Linked DNA regions of Hordeum vulgare: region 2 is linked to region 1. A link is a contact called in public Hi-C data. All regions are on one chromosome and are shown on one strand. Each heading gives the region's core, a stretch centred on a gene start, on an enhancer-like site or on the middle of the called end of the contact. The rest is flanking DNA. Distances are from core to core; before and after follow the strand shown. Region 1 holds the start of LOC123407688. Region 2 holds the start of LOC123409658.

Region 1 (6,213 bases), core at 1,048-3,547:
CGTTGTTGTCGTGGCCATCTTCGTCTCGTCCGCGGGAATTTCCTGTGGAGAACCCAAGAGGTCCTCCGATCGTGCCGACCATTAGAATTTCTACAGCTGGCTCGCCGCTCTCGCACTCGGACTCGTCGGAGGATCCATCACACGAGGAGGGGAATAAGTTGAGGATGGTATCGTCAGAGTCGAGCGTGGCCACCTGCTCGGCTATGGTCTAGAGATCCACGGCATTCTTGATCCAACGCTGGAGCCGTGAGTGCCCGGAGCGCTTGCAATGATGTCCAACATAGCGAAGGGGTGCCAAGCGGTACGAGACCGACGACTGCCGGAGAAGGACTTCGAACATAGTCACACGGAAATGCACCGTGCCGCGGGTGAGTAACACATCTGTGTCCAGCGGAGCTTCCCGCAGCCACGCCGAGTCGTCGGCGATGAAGCCGAGGGAACCAAACAGAATCTCTCCGTCGAGGGTCATCATGATGACTCGTAAAACTTCACACGCGCCAGAAATCGCTAGACGCGTAGCCCCACTGTGGGCGCCAATTGTCGTGAGAACGATCGTGACAATGAGTAATAGGGGTACGAATGAGGGGCGGAGCCTAGCTACGACACATGTGTCTCACTCGGATTTAGCGAGTTCGGGCCCCTCTCGGAGAGGTAAAGACCCTACATCTCGTGCCCGGAGGCTTATGTTTTATCTTGGGGTGTATGATTACACAGATTGCTGAACCCTTGTCTAGTAGCTCGGGGTGGCTTAAATAGAGTTCGCCAGGACCCGCCGTGTGTCATTACAAGGGCATCCAATGTGAGTAACTACATGCTTTACTAGAAGTTGCATCCCTAACAACAAACGTCACTTGTAACGTTAGTCTTGACTCCACTTCATGTATGGTGTTAAGTCCCTCGGTCGTTGTAGCTTCCACGTCGTCCATGCCTTTTCTCTGTCCAGTGCTGGTGACTGGACGACTGGTTGGAAGATGTCCGAGTGACTCCATGGGTCCGAGTGGATTCGGTGTACGCATGTGAATACATTTGTAGTCGTGAAACTTTAATGCCCGTGTGGGGCCCTAGTTGGGCCGTACATATCCCGTCCATGACCCTATCACTAGTAGGTGACCCCATCAACGAGGGTGCCGTTGTTGAATCGCGACACTGGATTACATCTCGCCCCCCTTCATCCACGTCTCTCTCCCGTTGCAGCATCCTAGTTGCCGCCTTTGTAGCACCGCCGTGCTGCCTGCCGCAACCCACGACGTCGCCGCTCACACCGTTGGCAAGTGCAGAGTTGAAACTTTTCCCCCAAAGTCGATTGAAGCTTTTCACCGCTGGTTGAAGCTTTTTCAACTACCGGTCGAAACTTGTACCATAAGTGAAGCTTCCTTCCCGAATCGGGTTGAAGCCTTTCTCACCACCGGTTGAAGTTTTTTCTATGTCGGTTCAAGATTTTTCTATCCCGGTTGAAGCTTTTCTCACCGCCGGTTGAAGCTTTTTCTATGCTGGTTGAAGCTTTTCTCACCGCTGGTTGATGCTTTTCCTATGCGAGTTGAAGCTTTTTTTCACGGTTGAAGCTTTTCCATGGGGGTTGAAGATTTTCCACCATGCTTCTTGAAGCTTTTTCCACCATCGGTTGCAACTTTTCCTAGGCCGGTTGAAACTTTTTTCCATGTCTGGTTGAAGCATCGGTGCCCATCTCTCTTGGTTGTAGCATCCATGGCTGCTGGTTCCAGCATCACCGGACCCCGGTCTAGCACCACGAGCCGCCCGTGGTTGCAACAGCCGCCAGAATCTAGTTGCGAGTTCCCAACCGCACATTCTTACGCTTGTCTCATCCTCCTTGACACGTCATTGGTTCTATCATGACGCGTGAGCTTGCAACGTATCCCTACACAGGAAAGAGAAGAAAAGAACTAGAGGAAGAAGAGAACCACAGGAAAAGTTCTGTCATGAGAAAAAAAAATGATTGATGACACACCGAGATGATTAGTCACGCCGGACGCACGGTCACAAGATGAATGCGATCGAACGCACAATGCGCGTCCAACCGAAGTCTATAAATGTTTCCCTTTTCAATTCTAGCGTTTTCAGAGTCCTGCAAATCGAAATCAAACATCGAGCGAATCATGCGGAAGCACAAACCCTCGCCCAAAATTAAGCGCCCTTTCAATACCCGACATCCCGAGGTCCCTGGATGCAATTTCGGGAGACCAAGTCCAAGAGACCAAAACGCCACAGCAGCAAGCAGCACAGGCGACACGAGGACCAGGACAGTATAACTTGACGGCCCGCTCGCTCAGCCTCAGCCCTCAGCCTCATTCCAGGCCAGTCCAGGACGGCAGCAGCAGGCAGGAAGGAAAGGGAAGAACCAATCAACCGATTCCCCCTCCCCACTCCACCCCGCGCCGCAGCGAGAGCGAACTGGTGCCTTCCACTGCCGGCCGCGTCGCCGTCGTCCCCTCCCTCCCTCCCTCCCGCTGCGCTCCCCTCCAAGGTAGCCCTCCCCCGACCCCTCCCTCGCGATCCCTCCCCGCAGCAGCATTTGCTCCTCGGATCTGGCCTCCCTGCCCGCTTCCCCTGCGGCGGGATCCGTTTTCCTGTCCCAGTGATTTCTAGGTGTTTCCTGGGCTAGATCTCGCCGAAGTCGGTAAGCGTGGATGAAATGCGGGGGGTGTTTAGTGCTGCCTTGACCCACTCGTGCCGCTGCTGGGAGCAGCGGTGGACTTGGAGATCTGTCCATCGTTGGGAATTCGGTGCGAACTCGAGGTTTCGGTGTGGTAGGCTGATGAATATTAGGTCATGGGTGGGATTGTGGTAGTCATCCGGAAATAGGGTCGGTGAAATCCGGCGCACCTACTACTACTACGCTCGGTGATGCTTTGGTTGTTGAGTTGACTCTACCACGTCGCTGATCTAGTTCATGGTGAATTCCTGTGTGGCGGTGCTTCTAGCTAGTTTACGTGTGGTTTGGGTTCTTAAGTAGTTATTGGTACCTAGTAAGTATTTCCTCGCATGATTGCCCAACAGAAATGAAGTGTTTGTTTACAGAGGAATTTAGATTAAGGAGATCAGATATTACCCTGTGCCCAGAGTGTAGTGGAATTGATTTTCATATTTTGTGGGAGTCTTTTGTGGTCGTATAGCTTTGGTGAAGTTAATTTAGTTAAAACCATCTAACTTGCACTATTTTTTGTTGCTTAGGATAGTTTCATTGTTATATCGTTGTTCGGTTGAATGACTTAGTACTGCCTGCAACGTACATTTATGAAAAACGCCTCCATGCATTTATCGGAGATGCTCCACAATTTTTCCATGTAACTGCTAGGAGAGGCAGCAGTTTCTTTGTTTTCTTCTTATATCTGTTTCTGGCAATCAATGCAGACCGTGAACATGTCCGATAGTGCATTGCAAGATCTCAACGCTGCTCAATCAGTTTTGCTAGGGAAAAGCAAAGGCAGTTCTGTGGAACCCTGCAGTTCTAAGCCTGTGTTAAACGGGAACAAGTGTGTCAAGAAGGAAGGAAATGCTGTACCGGCATGTCCTGATGTGACCAATGGATGCGAGGCTGGAGTTGTAGATATTGAATATATTGATTCTGAGAATCTCACAGATCTTCCTGATGTTGACACAAGCCTTAGTGTATGCCTCTAGCTGTTCATATTCATGCTTTTTTGTTGGATGTTTTAAGTTCTTTCTATAACCCAAGGTTTTCCATTTTCTATTTTCAACAGACTTTGCTTGCAAGGCTGGATTCAAAGGATTGGGTCAAGACATGTGAAGCTCTTAATAATGTTCGTCAGTTGGCAATATATCACAAGCAAAGGTTGCAGGAGCTGCTGTAAGTTGTTTCCTTGTTTTTGGGGTAACTATTAGTAGCTTACAACACCATCTGTGCTTCCATAATGCTGTAAAACTAACTAAATCTCTTGTATTGATTGGGTCAAATTCCAGGGAGCCTCTAGTTCCTCTTATTGTGAAATCTGTTAAGAATCCAAGGAGTGCTCTATGTAAAACTGCACTTATGACCTGCTCTGACATCTTTAAGGCATATGGTGAACAAATGGTCGACTTGATTGATCTGCTGGTGTGTTTCCCCCCTTCTTAAAAAGTTAAATATTGTTGTGCATGACTGTACGTGTTTAGTTTCACTCAATGATTTCTTGCAATAACCATGAAGTCTCTTAAAACATTTTGTCTGTCAAATGTGTTCACAGCTAATGCCGCTGTTTCTGAAATCTTCACAAGACAAGCGCTTTGTTTGTGAAGCTGCTGAGGCAGCCCTTATATCAATGACAAGCTGGATCTCCCCTTCTGTATTGTTGCCAAAAATGCAGCCCTACCTCAAGAACAGGAATCCACGTATTCGCGCAAAAGCATCTGTTTGTTTCAGTAAGAGTGTACCACGCCTTGTAAGTGAAAGTCTCACCCAAAAGTTTATCTAAGATCACAGCTTATGTTGCCTAGTTATTGTAGAACCATCTCCAATCAAAGTATTTATTAAATACACCACATAGTATTTTTTTTCTGATGTCCCAAAGGCTCAATCAGATACAGTTGTACAGGTTGATAATTTGACCTCCTTGTGCTATTCTTCTCTGTCCATGGGGTTTAGTTAAGAGTTTCCGTTGAACGTCTTCCAGAACTTTGTACTTTATTTAGATATATGTAGATGCTTTGTTTGAATTTTCTGTGTCATAATATGAGGCTGGAGCTTAGCTGCAGATGATTTCATGCATGTGGTGGAACTTTGTTGAGTTCAGAACATTAGTTGCAACTGTATGTTTAGCTGTAGTCTCTATGTTCAAAGATCTTTCTCACCAGTCATTTCAGTAGGTGACCACTTACTGGAGATTGAGCATATAAATTATTAGGTGGTGTGGGTTTGCGTGCACTGACCACTCTTGGTTGCTGTTCTAAATATGAGGAATACAGCACTATATTTGTTTTTATAACAGTAATTTCTTCTTTCTATCCAGGGTCTGGAGGGAATCAAAGAATATGGTATGGACAAGCTCATTCAGGTCGCAGCAACCCAGCTGAGCGACCAGCTTCCTGAATCAAGGGAGGCTGCGCGCAACCTGTCATTGGAGCTACAAGCATTATATGAGAAGACTCAAGCCTCTGGTTCAGGCGAAGATGACAGTGCATCTGCTATTTCACTGGAAGCCGAAACCTGGGAGGCTTTCTGCCTATCTAAGCTTTCTGCATTAAACGCACAAGCAATCCTCCGTGTCACTGTGGGTGTCCCCGTTGCTCCCAAAGAAGGTGGCATCGCTGCTGCCCTGAAAGAAGGTGGTGTCCCTGCTGCCCTGAAAGAAGGTGGCATCTCTGTTGTTGTTGCTCCCAAAGAAGGTGGCGTCCCAGTTGCTACAAAAGAAGGTGCTGCGGCCATGGGCTGCTAGCGTTGGGAGTTGGCCGACACATGCGATGTTGCGATTTTTCCACATCCGATTCACGTTTTTGCTGTACATGGTTTATGGGTTGCTCAGTCGGTAAATCGAATCTCCTTTGGCTGCAGTTCTTCAGGCTTGAGGCCTGGGGTGGGTGTTAATATTGGTGCGAGATATAGTCCCTTATAGTTGACTGTATAATCCTTTGGTTCCATCACTACTTATCAGTTTGGCATTGATTGGTCAGTCAGGGAATGTAGAATCTCTTCCACCGTTCAACATTTGCTGGAGTACTACAGCCCCTTCATTTCGTTATGTGTGTGCGCGTATGCATCTTTTCTTATTTGCATTTTGTGTTCTTCCGCTTGAATGTACTTGGTTCCATTTGTGTTCCAACCCCCCGCATGAAACAAAACTAGGGAGCGGGGTGCGGAGTCATAATCAAGAGAGCGGGGTGCCCTATCACAAGGGAGCGTTTGTAACTGGAGTCATTAAGGACAGTAAAAAGTAAAACTGAGCCTAAAATGAGACTTCTCAACGATTCGCATTAAGGACAGTAGACAGTAAAACTGGACCTAAAGCAAGACTTCTCAATGGTCCGTGTTTTTAGCCGTCCGTTTTCATGATTTGGATGTTTTTGGTCGTTGGCTCTCCATGTAAACTGATTTGTGTCACACATGTGGTAAATACTCGGCCTATTGTCCTTTGGGCAGCTGCTTCACAGGCCTTGCAGGTCCTCCACCCTGAAGGTGTGTGAGGCTTCTCCCAATCCCGCCCCTTTTCTTCACGCCAATGAAAATCCTAGACCAATCGCTGCCTGTTGTTTCTCTTGCCA
Region 2 (6,213 bases), core at 1,456-3,955, 160 kb after region 1:
TCCTCATCTTCCCCCTCTTCCTCTTCGGACTCCTCCTCCGTCTCCCCACTGTCGGAGACGTACTCGACGCTCTCCATGCTGCCCTCCTGGCTGCCTTCCTCTTCTTCAGCCGGATTCCCGTTCGAGACGGGAGAAAACCAGTTGGTCCACGCCTGCACGAGATACAGTCGACAACATCAGACGTCAGACAGTGATACAAGAAAAAGCGATAAATCTAAGACAATTGTGAGCACTCGACAAGTTATACTCACCTCATTCGGAGGAGGGTTGTCTGCGCGGAAGGGCTTCACTCGCCGGGCTCCTCTGGGGTTATCGCAGGCGCCTGTGATGCTGCGGACCCATGCCATCACAACCTCCCCGGTCACGCACTCGGGGTGAGTCCGAGTGGAGTCCTCAGGCCCCGTGTAGTGCCACATGGCGTGGTGTTGAGCTTGCAAAGGCTGGATGCGCCGACCCAGAAAAATCTCCAGCAAATCTGTGCCAGTGACTCCCTTGCAGACGACATCTACCAGCGCTTCAACCAGAGGCTGAATCTGGATCTTTTCCATCTTCGTGAGCGCAAGCTGCCTAGGCGGAGCCGGTCGGTCTAGGCTAAAAGGTGGCAGTCCAGTTGCGGCATTCGGACAAGCGACGTCCTGGCAGTAGAACCAAGTCGACTGCCAGTTCCTAACGGACTCAGACAACTGAAGAGCGGGATAGCTACTTTTGTTTTTCTTCTGGAAGCCTAAACCTCCGCAGAGCTGGAGGATATGAGTTTTGTCATCCGACTGGCTAAGTCTTTTGATGGTTTGGGATCTAGCGGAGAAGATGTGCTTAAAGAGCCCCCAATGGGGAGGACAACCAATAAAACACTCGCAAAGCACGGCGAAGGTAGAAAGATGAGCTATTGCGTTGGGAGGAAAATGGTGGAGCTGCGCCCCGAAGTGGTTCATGATACCTCTGCAAAAGGGATGAGGAGGCAGAGAGAAGCCTCGGTACACGTGACTGAGCAGCAAGACGCGCTCCCCTTCCTGGGGCGCCGGCTCCGTCTCGCCCTCCGCCGGCAGCCTCCACGACTTGTTCTCGATCATACCTTGCTCCACCAGCTCCAGCATGTCGTTCGTCGTCACCGTGGAGGGGAGGAAATCCCCCTGGATCCAACCCGTCGGCAGTGCCCGATGTCGCCGCTGAACAGGAGCCGCCGCCTTCTTCTTCTTCCGCGCCTCGAGCTTGCTCGTCTGCCCCTTCGTCATGGTGGAGGCCGCAGATCCGCGGGGGAGGAGAGAAAGGAAGAAGCTTGGGGTGCGCAAGAAGTCACGGGAGAAGCGGGGCGAGTGCGAGTTATCAGGCGAGCGCAACGAGAAACCCTCGCTGGAGAGGTTTAAATAAGGTTCCGACTGGGTCACTAGCAGGTGGCCCCGAAATCTTATCCCCCGACCGGTTGCTGCGATATTAGTGGAGGAGATGAAGGCGCGGTAATCGAGGCGGCAGAAACTACTCGATGACGATGTCGTCATCCCCGCTGAGCGCGCGGCAACCGAAATTTGAGGATCCCAGAAAATCCGCCGCTGTCAGTTGACCGGTCACGTCAAAAGATTCCGCGGAAGCACTCGGTCTCTGACGGTTCGTTTCACAGATATATCCACTCGGATCACTGGTCAAGAGGATAAAATGGATCGAGGCAAACAACGCCAAAGTCGCATCCATACCAGCCGGATCCGTACTCCAAGCATCGCTTCGTCGTTCCAACCCCGATCCATTCGGGGACTAATGATGGGGTTATAGTCCCAGAGTAGGGTCATAGGCCTGCCCTATAGGTCCTACCCAAGGACTACCCTTCATAAGGGACAAGGCCCTTAGTCAGTTCCGACTGAATTAAGGACTTCCCATCATCCAGTTGGTGACGATCCCTCCATCATCCAGTCGGAGACGTGCATTCGGAGTGTATCAAACTTACCGACTGGATTCCACTCTGTATATCATAACCCCCCTGGAGGGCAACGGTCATACGTTTTCATGTACCTTTATTAGCATTTAAGGCATACATTACCTGTAACATAGGCATTTATTCGCCACTACTTCACCCCTGTGCACCGGACCGTTGTGAAGGGTCGTGCACTCTATATAAGCCGCCCTTCCCCACTGATGCAGGGGTTAGCATTTCACTGTAATCCATATTCCACTCGACATCAAGCTCCCAAGAGCACTGAGACGTAGGAGTTTTACCTCCACTGTAGAGGGGCTTGAACTCATACAACCTCGACGTAGCCAAGGCCCTGCCCATCCTTTCGTACCCTACACATCTACTGTCAGACTTATACCCACGACACAAACCAACCCGTGATTGGATGGTATCCCCTGTCCATCAGAGTTCAAGTTCCAGACTTGACGTTGGTGATTGCATTTTCCTGAATTTATTTCAGGTCTTCCGACGATGTGCTTTCAGTGGGAGGAGACGTTTCCGTCGACAACGAAGTCGACAGTGGCCACTTCGTCAATCTTAAAATGATGTGCCGATTTAGTCTCTCGAAGGTGCTCATAGAGATAGGGTGTGCGTGCGTGTGTTCATAGAAATGAGTGTACATTTCATTCATGAAAAAAAGAAGATGTACGCTTGTATGTGATCGAGATTGTACTGTGAAAAAAATCTATTGTTGGGTTGCTCACGGAAACGCCGAGGCTGAAACGGGCCCAATAAATCGGTCTCACGCGCGCAGTCCTCCTGCAATACAGACCTCCTGGCTCCGATTTCGATCGAATTGACCAACTCCCGCAAAAGAAAACGATTGGAGACAGAAACGCCGAGTGAGGCCTGGCTCCTTCCCCGCGACCAAAAGCTTCAGGCGACGGCGACGGCGGCGGCGCAGGTATCCATCCCGATTCCCCGTCCCTCCTCCTCCTCTCTCCGGCGGCGGCTTGCCTTCAAATCCCCTAGGCAGCCGCCCCTTTCCCTCCTCCTGCAGCATCCCTCCTCTCCATCCCTCACCTGCACGACCGGCGTAGGCCTTCCACATCTCGCCCATCTCCGGCCGCGGCAGGCCATCTCCTCCCAGGCCCACAGCGGCCCTCACGTGCCTCCCCATCTATTCTTGCCGTCGGAAACCATCTCCTCTTCCATCTTATCCTTCCCCTACCTTGGATCCCCTTCTTTCCCTTCCTTGGATCCCCTTCTTCCCCTTCCCTGGAGCTGGATGTGTGGGGAAACAGGCTCCTGGCACACTCGGGAGGCTGATGTTACTCTGCTTCCTCGGTGGTACTGGTACAGCTCGTTCCGGTTTGCTCTGGATCGAGCCGTAGCTGCCATCACATTTTACAGGGAGCAACAGCGAGCCTACAGGACAGTCTGCCTGTGCGATGCCGATGCGGGCCGGTTGCATGCGCGCCAGGGACGTCTTCGTGCGGCCAACGCCGAGCTGGGTAGCAAGCTAGACTCTACTGCGGTATTTCCGTATGAGCTAGCATCAATCAAGGTGAGCAAAGCGACCGTGAACCAGTTCACCTGTAGCCTCTACCCGTGGAGTTTCCAAACCGCATTTTACAGTTGTATAGTATCACAATGGTTTCCATCCGGGGCTGGTAATTTACAGTTGGAAAATGATGACGTTTGTAAGAATTTCTGGGTTGCCAAACAGGGCCTAAGCAATTAACAAACATGTTCATGAATGAGCTTAAAAATTGCCAAAAAATACATACCCCCAGTCTAATAAATCCATCTAATATATAATTTGTATTTGCAGTGTGTCACCTGGATAGTTCATTCGAGCCATATGGCGTCGTCATGCATTTCTAGAATATTATTTAATTTTTATTGTATATAATCATTCAAATATAATCACACACTGTATAAATTCTGATTTGATGCTTATATAACAAAACACTGTCCAATTCCATAGTTTGCCATTCAAACATGATTTGGTATTGAAATTTCACCGAGTTTCCACCAGCCAATTCAATGGGCATCAAACAAGCGAATTCGTGTTCATGACCATTACAGTTTCCTAAATGAATTGAAGTTGAAACCAATTTAATATGGAGGCCTCCAATACAGACATCCAAACATAGCGTTGGTGAAAACACACAAGAGCCAATAGAAAAAACCGTAGTCAGAGGATGGACGGGGAAAAACCATCTATAATGGTCGGCCCATGTCCTATATTGCGAAGAATATGATTTTCCCCATCGACACCCTTCCAGATCACACAGCGGCACCATCTAAAGAAAAAATCACACACCGGCGGGCTCGCCGCCGCCTCTGTCTGCTTTCTGCGGCTTGTGCTGTTTCCTAAATGAATTGAAGTTGAAACCAATTTAATATGGAGGTCTCCAAGCTGTGTGTTGGAGAATAAATTGGAATGCAAATTTGTTGTCGATTTCAAAGTGTTCTTCCACGATTGCAATGACGTAATCATGATTGATTTCTCGAATTTTTTAGGAGGGAGGGATTTGAAATTGCTGCGTACCTCGAGTCCTTAGTCTCGTCCTCTCCGGCGAACGGCCAACAGCAGGAAGGTCCACCTCCTCCCGCCAACCCCCCTCCCCGCCCCCCTTCCCTCCTCCCGCCACCCCCTTTCCCCTCCTTCCGCCACCCCCTTACCCCTCCAGATCTAGCTGCAGGGTAGCGCCTCTGCTCCAATCCAGCACCACTGCTCCTCTCCTATGTGCATCAGGTGACCATCAATGTATCTCCCCGGCCCCCCCTCTCCCCCTCTCCTTGCTCTTCCTCCCCATGCTAGTGCTATGTTTCTTCTGTATCTGTCCTCTCTGTTCTAATTTCTGAATGTGATGTACATGTACTGCCTGACTGCCTGCTTCACTGCCGCTATCTGTAGAGAGTAGACTGCTGCTAGTGCTAATGCTATTGTAAATTGCTAGTGGCTGATGCTTTGATTAATTTGGTGATTTAGTTTGTTGTCATACATATTACAGAATTAGGTTATGTCTATGAAGTTGTGATTTAATTTCCTATCATTCACCATAAGGTTGTGTCTATGATGTCGCCACGTCATACGCCATAAGTGTTATAATGTTATGAAGGGGGTCGGTCACCATAAAACGCGCTACGCCATAACAACATTGGTCTATTCAGTGATTAAATTTGGAAATAATATAATGGAGGAAATTTGGGGGAACAAGCAGCAGGGGTTACCCTCGGCGTTGCCTGGTTTGTGACCAATGGGATCAACTGTGGTCTGCAGCATGGCAACAGTTCGTCCACGTGCTGGATCAGAAAGTTCTCAGATTATTGCTGATAGAGCCTGAACTCTCGTTCCCCAAAACCTGTTAGTGTCACCATTGCAGGTGTGACTATCATGTAGTACCAGTCTGATTGTTGATGTTAGGTGCGATTTAATCTGAAATCTGTTTGTTCTGTGTGATATCACAGCGTGCCCCCTTTGAAAGCGGGTATTAGTTAATCATGGTGTTCAGCAAGGTGGAAGTGAACTTGAAAAGACTGCTTGAGGCGGCCCCCCGCCAGCAGAATCAGGCTAAGCTTGTCCATGTAAGTGTAGCTCCTCTAATCTTCTTAGATTTGTACCATTCTTAATTTCTGTTCAACATCGGAGACGGCAATGCTCCGTAATTAACTTGAACGGACGAGAAGGAAGGTATAGCTTCCATGTGGATCCTTTTGTTGTTAAAATTAGTATAAGGAAATTTCTTAATGGAATTTGCTTGCTTCATTCTGTTTTTGTTCAACTTTAACAGGTGGTAGCTAATGGATATCGTCATTTTAATCTTTATCATTTTGTCTGAATCATGTACTGGCACTGACAGCCTCCATTTGCAGTACATAACCACAGCCAGGGAGCTGTTGGAGCAGCTTGGAGCTGAAATTACACCAGAAGGAATATCAAGGTATGGTATAGTGTTGTGTGATATTGGAGGATTAATATGTTGATGGTGGTACAGCCTGCAAGCTGCAATCTGTGTTCCAGCTAGCATTTGTTGAGGATCCATAATTATAGAAAGAAATGCAACCGGTATATGACAAGATCGTAACCATCAATGTTGTAGTCTAATATTAAATTATAGTGTACTCTTGCTCCTAGTTTGTGAATTTAGTGTCTCCTTCCAAGGTACCAATACTTAAATCATGCCAATGCATCTGTACCAATACCACCATCCATTTATATGTATTTCCTATTAAGATAGAGGATTAGTGGTTGTTAGTCATTGAATACAGTTTGCTGCCAGCTTGCTTACATTGATCGTGTGTTTCAGCATTTCAACTTC

Evidence for each region. Hi-C and Micro-C count contacts between places; a contact is called where the count stands out from the background.
Region 2: a contact with region 1 is called in a Hi-C map of leaf, with 3 times the contacts expected there. The contact joins the promoter of LOC123409658 here to the promoter of LOC123407688 in region 1. A contact is called at or near these places in 3 of 6 Hi-C or Micro-C datasets (leaf and seedling) and 1 of 1 datasets of contacts at active chromatin or transcription factors (embryo).

What each region holds. Positions count from the first base shown.
Region 1 is chr7H:210,169,056-210,175,268 of MorexV3_pseudomolecules_assembly, forward strand. It overlaps LOC123407688, which reads left to right and starts at 2,298. Exons shown (of 6, transcript XM_045100876.1): 1 at 2,298-2,482; 2 at 3,370-3,627; 3 at 3,720-3,826; 4 at 3,940-4,072; 5 at 4,203-4,397; 6 at 4,965-5,693. The coding sequence starts at 3,379. The coding sequence ends at 5,390.
Region 2 is chr7H:210,331,504-210,337,716 of MorexV3_pseudomolecules_assembly, forward strand. It overlaps LOC123409658, which reads left to right and starts at 2,706. Exons shown (of 8, transcript XM_045102526.1): 1 at 2,706-2,846; 2 at 5,363-5,479; 3 at 5,768-5,835. The coding sequence starts at 5,396.